Regions from separate parts of the Zea mays genome. Here region 1 is linked to region 2. A link is a contact called in public Hi-C data. All regions are on one chromosome and are shown on one strand. The core of a region is the stretch at or near the end of the contact, and the rest is flanking DNA. Distances in the headings are between cores, read along the strand shown. Region 1 holds the start of LOC100272784 (Interferon developmental regulator family). Region 2 holds the start of LOC103633369 (phospholipid-transporting ATPase 2).

Region 1 (4,078 bases), core at 957-3,456, 180 kb before region 2:
GGCATGAGATGCCAGAAAAAACTCCTTAGTAGATCCCTTTTTGACAGAATTGTTGAATTGACTCAGCAAAGTGGCATACCTTCAAGAGAGTATAAACAAACTATGATAATACATTTCACCAAGTGGATTCAGATAAAACATACCATAACTGAAAGAGAACTAGCCTGATAGCATATAATGTAACCATGTAACACATGGAAAGTTTGTTAAGTTCATGGTAATTGAAAATATGACTTACAGGAAAATAAGCAAAAAGAAAACATGCATACAACATTTCATAATTTAAGGCTCACAGCTCACTAACAGAATACAACATACCTGTTCTCCACAAGGCCATGGAGCATAAAACTTTCGAAGGCATCAACGAGTTTAACCAATGCTGCCTCTCTTGTAGATCCCCTAAAAGAGAATACATAAGGTAGCATCAGTACAGCATAGTTGTCGAATACAATGATTAATGACCATGATGACATGATAGCTTAATGTTAATAGATGATGAACACACAAACAACATTAATAAATGATGATAAACTACTGATAGTACGAAATGAAAACACCGACAGCAGTGGTAACATGTTCGATTATTGTTATTATAAGAGATACATAACAATTCAGCAAGTACATGTACATCCACAGAAATGACATCAGCAGGCTAATACACAAAACACATGCCTCCGTCCCTGTTACTCTATCAACATTGCTGCACAAATAATAGAAGGTCAGCTGAACATACAACTTTGCCCGTGAGAGTTAATTTCCAATCTTTGACTATTAAAATTTAGTATCCATCTAGTATTTGTTGCCAAAACTATAGGATACACTCCAAAACTTATGTAGTGACCATTTTGTTAACATTCTAAAGGTTCCATAAAAGTAAAATGAAAGCTAAAGGAATTCTGAGAGGCCAGTTTAATCAGAAAAAACGTGAAGGGTACTATGACCTCATAAATTGTTTCCTATTATTTTCCAGCCAGCTAATCCACCATGAAATGAAGGCTAAAACGTCCTTCAGCCACAGTGAAAACGCTATCCACTACTGAATAACCATAAATAACAACTTACATCATAGTGCATGCTTCGTTTACTAATCATCAGACAAGTGCAATTCAAGATTTCAAGTACAGGAAACAATGGTCCAATATGAACCCGTGCATTTAGGCCGGTTATTCCCAATCCATATGGATTGGAGTGTGCTGTGCAGGATTGAGACGGATTTTGACTTGATATGGATTTAAACCGACTCAATCTCACTCAATCCACATGGATTAGCAACAAAACGAACAAGCCTTAGTGAACATCATGCAAACAAGCAAGAAAACCATATTGCCCAGCCACCTACATTTGGTCATCCTGCTACAATATGATGACACATAGTAAACCCTGTCCATTTATGCCTACACATAAGTTAATAAGTACAGCCAACGAAACCGAAGTGAACAGCACCCCAACAGAAATGCCTACTTCGCCATCAGCGCCTGAACAGCAAACAGCCAAAACGATATGCTAGAGAATCCTAGAAGCGTGTGGCGGTAAGGGTGACCTCCTGACCTCTTCTCGTAGAGCGCGTCGATGTACTTGTCGAGGACGAACTCCTGCGAGTTGACGTGCTCGGTGGCGTACGAGATGGAGAGATCCGACAGCGCGGTGGACGACGAGCCGACGCTGTCGGCGTCGCTGCTGTCGATCAGGTCGTCCCCGCCGCCGCGGGCCTTGCTCTTCTTGCCTGCACAAACCAACGCCCACAAATCACGAATCACGACCAACCACTACCCCACCCATCAAACGGAAGCAAGACACCACCAATCAATCGGCGCCAAGAGAAACTCACTCTTCCCCATGGCAACACCGGTTAGGGACGGAGCCAGAACCCAGAAGCTCCCAGGAACCCGCGACCGCGAGACAAACGGCGGGAGCAGAATCAGAGCCGCGGCTGCAATCTACGGCGCGAGAAGGGAGGAAGAAGAGAGCCGGATCAGGAGCAGGGGCGATGGACGCGGAGGGACGAGAAGGGCCCAGCGGCGGGGGCGGCGAGATCGGAACAGGGGCGGCGCGTGTTGGCGGCGCAGGGACAGGGGTCGGAGAAGCAGGAGGAGGGGCTGTTCCTCTCGAGTGACTCGCGGAGACGCAGCGCTGCCATGTGAGGAAATCGCGGCGAGGGGGGAGCGGGTTGGGAAGTGGCTTGAGCTTTCTCTCGCGCTCGCCTTCGCTTGAGCCTTGAGGAGGAGGAGAGAGGAGGCGAGCGGGGGAGGCGTCGCTGCCGTATAAACGAGCGGTAGCGTGGGGTTCGAAGGATGAAGCGGCGCTGGCTGGAAGGGACGGGAAGACGGGAGGCCCGGAATGGAAGCTAGGGCACGGCTATCTTTTTACTCGTTTTCCTTTCTTTATTTTGTTTTTGTTTTCCTATCTTTTTTTGTTTTTGTTTTCCTATATGAACAGTAAAATACTAAAATGAAACCCATGTTCGTGAAAATTGTAGAGCGTACTTGCTTGGAATTTACAGGTGTGCAATCTCCTCACTGGCCTTTGTGATAAGCACATAAAGATTTTTGTTGTACGGCCTAATAAGTTCACTCAGTACTTCCTACTTTGAAATGCTGTGCGTATCAAGATTTAAAATAAAATGTATTCCATGTGTCGTTTTAGCAAGACATGGCAACTGATAATATCTTTCAGAAAATAATAGGCAAAACGCACTTTGAGAGACTTCCTCTACAAAACTATATCACGTTTTACAGAAAAAAAAAAAGAGGAAATTAATGGAGTATCAAAGAGCACAACATGTGTGGGCTTGCATTAGCATGGATTTTATTTAGGATTTAAAATCGCTCCGGAGTCGACTCTCTCCTTGTTCATTGACGTCATCTCTCAGTCTCTATTATCTTCAGCAGTAAGATACGGGCGGTAATGATTAACCAAATTAAGCAACGTCAACTGCGAGCTAAGGCACGGGGGCACCGGTAGCTTGGACGAAACATGCTTCGAATATTGGCATCTGACTCGAAACTGCGCAGCAGAAGATACCCCCTGGGCCGAATCGCTTGTGGAATCAGCGGATATTCTCTTCAGTCTCGAGCCCACCGGGCATCGGCCGGCGGCCACCGGCAGTGGCAAGTGGGCACGGGCGCACGGCCATGTCTCTGGGCTCCAGCACAGCAGCACTACGCGCCATCTGCCCACCCGGATGGCGGCTGCTCCACGTGTCTGCCGGCACGCCAGGTGCGCTTCGGTGACCCTCGGCGGCGCGCGACTGCGCGAGTACGCGTCCACCGCATGGCACGGTTGCCTGCCAACTTGTCAGCCTCTGATTTCCTGATCCAGCCGCGCGCCGGCGCCTGGGCCGGTCACGGAGCCGAAGGCCACAGACTACACGTTCGCGACCAACGTCACTGGGCACGTCTTTGCCACGCACGCGCCACGTGTGCGTGTCGAATTCGGGTTCAGAAACAGCACCATCCACGCGTCATCAACCAAGTCGCATACGACATTTTCGGGCATGTTTAATTGCGTCCTCCGTGGACCTCAGGTGTCCGATTTCAGGGGCTATATTTGGTTTGCCATATGAGAACTTCACTGGTCCAGAGAAGTAATCTCAGCCCGTCAGCCGTCCATTTTACAAATCATAGAATTCATAGTACAGTTAATGACTAGTACACGTCCAGTTCACATATCATAGTACACGTCCAGTTCACAAATCATAGTTCACACAACACAAATATAAGCAACAACACAATGACAGGTTCACTGCTTTGGGCTTTTTTTTCTTTGCTTTATGGGCCAAAAACACAACATGTAAAATTATGAATTAATATTTCGGGTATCCAGTGGATATCCATGGGTAAAATATATTATTCGTACCCTACCCGACGTATTTCGGGTACCCGACCCGATAGAATCCACGGGTGAGTTTTCCAACCCGTATCCATGTCCACCGGGTACGAAACCCGTGGATATCCATACCCACAGGTCCAATTGTCATCCCTACTGCTAGAACAATGGCAAAGCAAAGCCAATGCCATATGGCCCTCTACCGACCGTAACAAAGAAGATTAATCACGTTGCAGGAAATAGCCCGCGCAAT
Region 2 (4,406 bases), core at 53-2,552:
TCTCTCTGCTACAGTGTCGTGATTAGAAAACCTGGCTGGCTCTGAGCACCGGAGCCCTCGTCTTAGATTGCAGGGGACTGTTTCGACGCTCGCTCGCTTTCAGAGATGAGATTGTTTCATGTGAAATCATTGGGTTCGAGCCGAGCGGTCCCCTAAGGTGACATAACGTAGGGTCACTGATCGTGCTGCATTATCGTCTGTCTGATCTGATCCCAGGCGATCAGAAAACCCACGTGCTAGTCGTTTGCAACTGAAATTTCGCTAGCTTCCACTGATGAGCGTGCCACACATGCTGACATGCACCAAGACCCCCCCACCCCCACTCGTTGCATTGTACTAGGCGCGGTAGTAACGCTACGGAGAACCGGTAGTAAAATATTGGATTCTTCAGCTGCTTTTGAGCTATATATCCATCCATTCATTGTAATATATAGTGGCATTCCACCTGCAGGAACGAGCTTGATATACGTGCAATTATGCATGCGCCCCTCGCTGCATTGTAGGCGGACAAGATCCGGGAACAGTGGCATGGAAAAAAAAAAGGAGAGGAGAAGAGCAAAAAGAATACTAGTACGACATATTCTTCCCGTTTGCAGCGTCGCGCCCTCATTCCTGTCTACAGAAGTACAGCTAACAAAACAAAATACAGGTGTTGGTGGCGCTGACGGGAATGCCTCCATATGGCCGGTGACTGCTGCGCCATGCTTCGATGGGTCGCTATTAGCTGTGGTTACGGTCTCTGAATACCTCGCGCTGCGACGAGATTTCAGCGGCGGCGGCGTCTACCAGTCCATGTCCATCCAGCAGGGTTCAGTCTGTGTGAGCAAGGACGCTTCACTTTCAGTGCTCTCTGTCTGTAAGTTGTCACAACCTACTCGGTATGCATTAACTAATAGGAAAAGTAGGACAGTCTTGTAAGAGTACACTCTTATTACAGCGCCCAGTCGGCAACAGCCAACACCTGTACTACGAATGGAAAGAAAATAATCGGCATGTGCAGTGTGCGAGACATATCACATATGGAGCTGTTTGCAGAGTCCTCCCCAGGAACTTCTGTTACTTGGCCAGAAACATTGTCCACTCCAAATGTCCAAACTCAAACTCACGAGGTCCTATTTAGCCCATCTCTACCGTGTAAACGATCGTGCAAAATACTGTTTTATATTATAAATTATACTGTTTGTAGAGTAAAGTTTAAAATAGAGAGTGACATATAGAGTGAAATAAAGAGTCTGCTGGAGATATTAGTTGATATTGTAACGATGGCTATAGAAATAGAAACCATCCTAGCTTATATGCTCGAATTGTCCTAAGAGCGTCTTATAATAAACGGGCTAGTTGGATAGTTCAAAATAGACATAAAAATAAATTTTTTTAGTGTTAAATAAGGAATTATCTAATGCATGCGCCACTGTCCTGACGAACCAGCATATCCATGCGCGTCGGCGTTGCACGCATACAGCCATACAGGGGAAAAAAGAGGAGAGGAGAAATCGGCCCAGTTGCACGCAGCGAAGGTAGCCGAAGAAAAAAAAAATTCTCCCGTTCACCTCGCCTGCGGGACAACTGGGGCAACAGCCGCCGGCCGGTGCCCCCTCCCCCCTACGCCCAGCTGCCCAGATCCGAGCCCTTTGCCCGGCGATTACACCAGGTATACCCGCCCCTTCGCTCCCCTTCACGCTGTGCAAAACCGAGCGCCCGAACCCTAACTTAAGCTATTTTGCTATCTGTATTCGGATCGGATCTAATCACAAGTCTATACATGTATTGTGTCTAGTAAACTTCGTTTTTAATCCTGTGTACCCAGTAAAGTTTACATGGGTTTTAGTTGGGAGTCCTTGACGCATTGGTTATGCGAACCCATAAGATAATTTGAATGCATGTTATGATACATCATGTTCCGTGTGGTTAATCAGTTTCCTGTGAAATTAGAGTTACTTGTTGATAAAATGACTTGTTCGACATTTTTTTTAGTTTTCTATGGCTCTATGCACACACATGTTTTGAATGGCCAGCCACACTGACGTCTCATCATATCCTTACCTAAAGGACGCAAGTATCCATTTCTTCAAGTCCACTGCCCATATGCTTGTTTTGCTGCCTTTTTCCTTCAGACAATTGTTACATGATGCAGAATTTCATAATCTTAAATCTATATTTCGAAAGGCAGTTGGCACATCAGACTTTGTTTATAATCCTCACTACTATCGATTCTTCAAAACTGAAGGAAATACAAATTAATTGTATGGCATTGCGTACTTGAAGTTTCATCAACAGCTGGTGGCCTGTGTATATTGATGCTGATTTGACATGTTGCTCTCATCTATAGCTGCCATTCTTTTGCTGACATACATTTCTAAGCAGGCCTGCCCAGCTGACCTCACCTGGACAATCAAGCTGAAGAGAAATATCATAGTGTGCATGGTTTTTCAGGAATGAAGCGTTTTGTCTACATAAATGATGAGTCTTATCAGAACGACTACTGTGATAACCGGGTTTCTAATACAAAGTATACCTTATTGAACTTCGTGCCAAAAAACCTATGGGAACAGTTCAGGTTCGTGACTAGATATATTTGTTCATTTTTTTGAATGAAAGTATGTTGGAGAAGCCCTGGTGACAAGAACTGTGTTGATCCACTTGTTCACATGTGTTTGTTGCATCTTTACAATATAATATTCAACTCTCTTGGTATATTGCTGATTAAATTTGTTTAACTTGAAAGGATGGACTATATCCAAAGATTTAGCCTTGAATATAAGTGCATAGAGAACAACTATCCATGTGCCTGAACCTTGACTTTTGATTTGTGTCGGGTTTCAACTCTAGCCTACCCAACTTACTTGGGACTAAAAGACTTTGTTGTTGTTGTTGTTTTCTGTTTTGGTTGTCTCTGCTTATTTCGTTTGTGCTTGCTGCTGCTGGCTGATGTGTGGTCGGATAGTTTTCTTTAGTTTATAAATGTCCATGTTCGACAGTGTTCAGCCTTTTTATTGTCTTATGGATTTGATTTTGCTCATTGGATACTAGCATGCTACTTGGGCATGAGTCCAATTTTCTTTTACTTGTTTCATACACTGGGAAACAGATGTAACCATCTTCTGCTAGTACTGCTATCTCCTGGATGGGAAACAGAGAAAAGTAAAGTATCTATCTTGAAAGCAAGAGATCTATCTTGAAAGTGAAGGAATTGGGTAGCAGACTTGAGAAGTGTGAGAGATGAAGAGGAGCTGTCACTTGTCAGTTACCACAGCTTGCTACAATGTAGTTGATATGAATGGCCTTTTTGTTCAATCCTTTGATACTACTGCGTGAAGTAAAAAAACTCGGTCGGGGAGGGAAAGACCGCCCTCCTGATATATTATATTAAGAAGAGACCGAAACGTGGTCCCGACCGAGAAAATCCCTGAACCCTGGCCCCCATCACTAGTGGGTCCTCACCACCCACTCTGCAACGGCCCATCCGGAGGGTGGCGCACAGGACGTAACCCGGGAACGGGCGGGGCACAACGGGGAGATTTTTTTAACAAGCCCGAAATTCGCCCCCGAGTGGGATCGAATCCGGGACCTAGAGGTGCTTCTCGGAAGCCTTAACCATTACGCTAGAGACCCTTTCGCACTACTGCGTGAAGTAGATTCTGACATTGATGCATAATTAGGACAAGGCTTTGAATCTTCTTGGGCTGTGTTACTTCATCGTCTACTTATGTAAATGCTATTTTACAATTAGAATATACCAATGTGAGAAAGTCACTGATCTAATCAAGCCAACTCCCAATCCATGTTTGATCAGGACACATGAGTTCATATTGGGAACACTGCTTATACTTGGTGCTGTTACAATGCTTCTCTCATACCTATTTTTTACCAAAGGATGCTACAGTTTGATAGATGATTTTTCATGTAAAAGTATACTCCGTTCTGTTATATTGTGTCTTTGTTAGCCAGTCAAGGTTTGATCCCTGACCCACAACCCCAGTTATTCACTAGGGAACAAATTGATATATATGTAAATTGTATTCCTTTGGCTGAAAAAATCTCATGATTTCAAGCATGTTAGACCTTGTTGTAATTGCATAAGTTAATTGGTACGAATGGAAAAAGTTACTATTTATTTTGGTGTTTCAGGCGCTTCATGAATCAATATTTCTTGTTGATAGCTTGTCTGCAACTATGGTCACTTATCACTCCTGTAAATCCTGCAAGTACCTGGGGCCCACTTATATTTATCTTTGCTGTTTCTGCAACCAAAGAGGCATGGGATGACTACAACAGGTATATTTCAGATAAACAAGCGAATGATAAGGAAGTGTGGATTGTTAAGAATGGTGCCCGGAAACACGTATGCTCCTATGTCATCCTCTATCATTTCGCAATGTGCACATCTTTGGTCTTTCAGATATGCA

What was found. A called contact is a pair of places that touch in the nucleus more often than the background predicts.
Region 1: a Hi-C map of leaf shows a contact between it and region 2, with 2.6 times the contacts expected there. The contact joins the promoter of LOC100272784 here to the promoter of LOC103633369 in region 2. A contact is called at or near these places in 3 of 25 Hi-C or Micro-C datasets (ear and leaf).

What each region holds. Positions count from the first base shown.
Region 1 is chr7:171,096,907-171,100,984 of Zm-B73-REFERENCE-NAM-5.0, reverse strand. LOC100272784 (Interferon developmental regulator family) reads right to left here and starts at 2,206. Exons shown (of 13, transcript NM_001147237.1): 1 at 1,829-2,206; 2 at 1,549-1,723; 3 at 319-399; 4 at 1-79. The coding sequence starts at 1,838.
Region 2 is chr7:170,916,828-170,921,233 of Zm-B73-REFERENCE-NAM-5.0, reverse strand. LOC103633369 (phospholipid-transporting ATPase 2) reads left to right here and starts at 1,302. Exons shown (of 25, transcript XM_008655071.2): 1 at 1,302-1,651; 2 at 2,365-2,557; 3 at 4,129-4,342. The coding sequence starts at 2,436.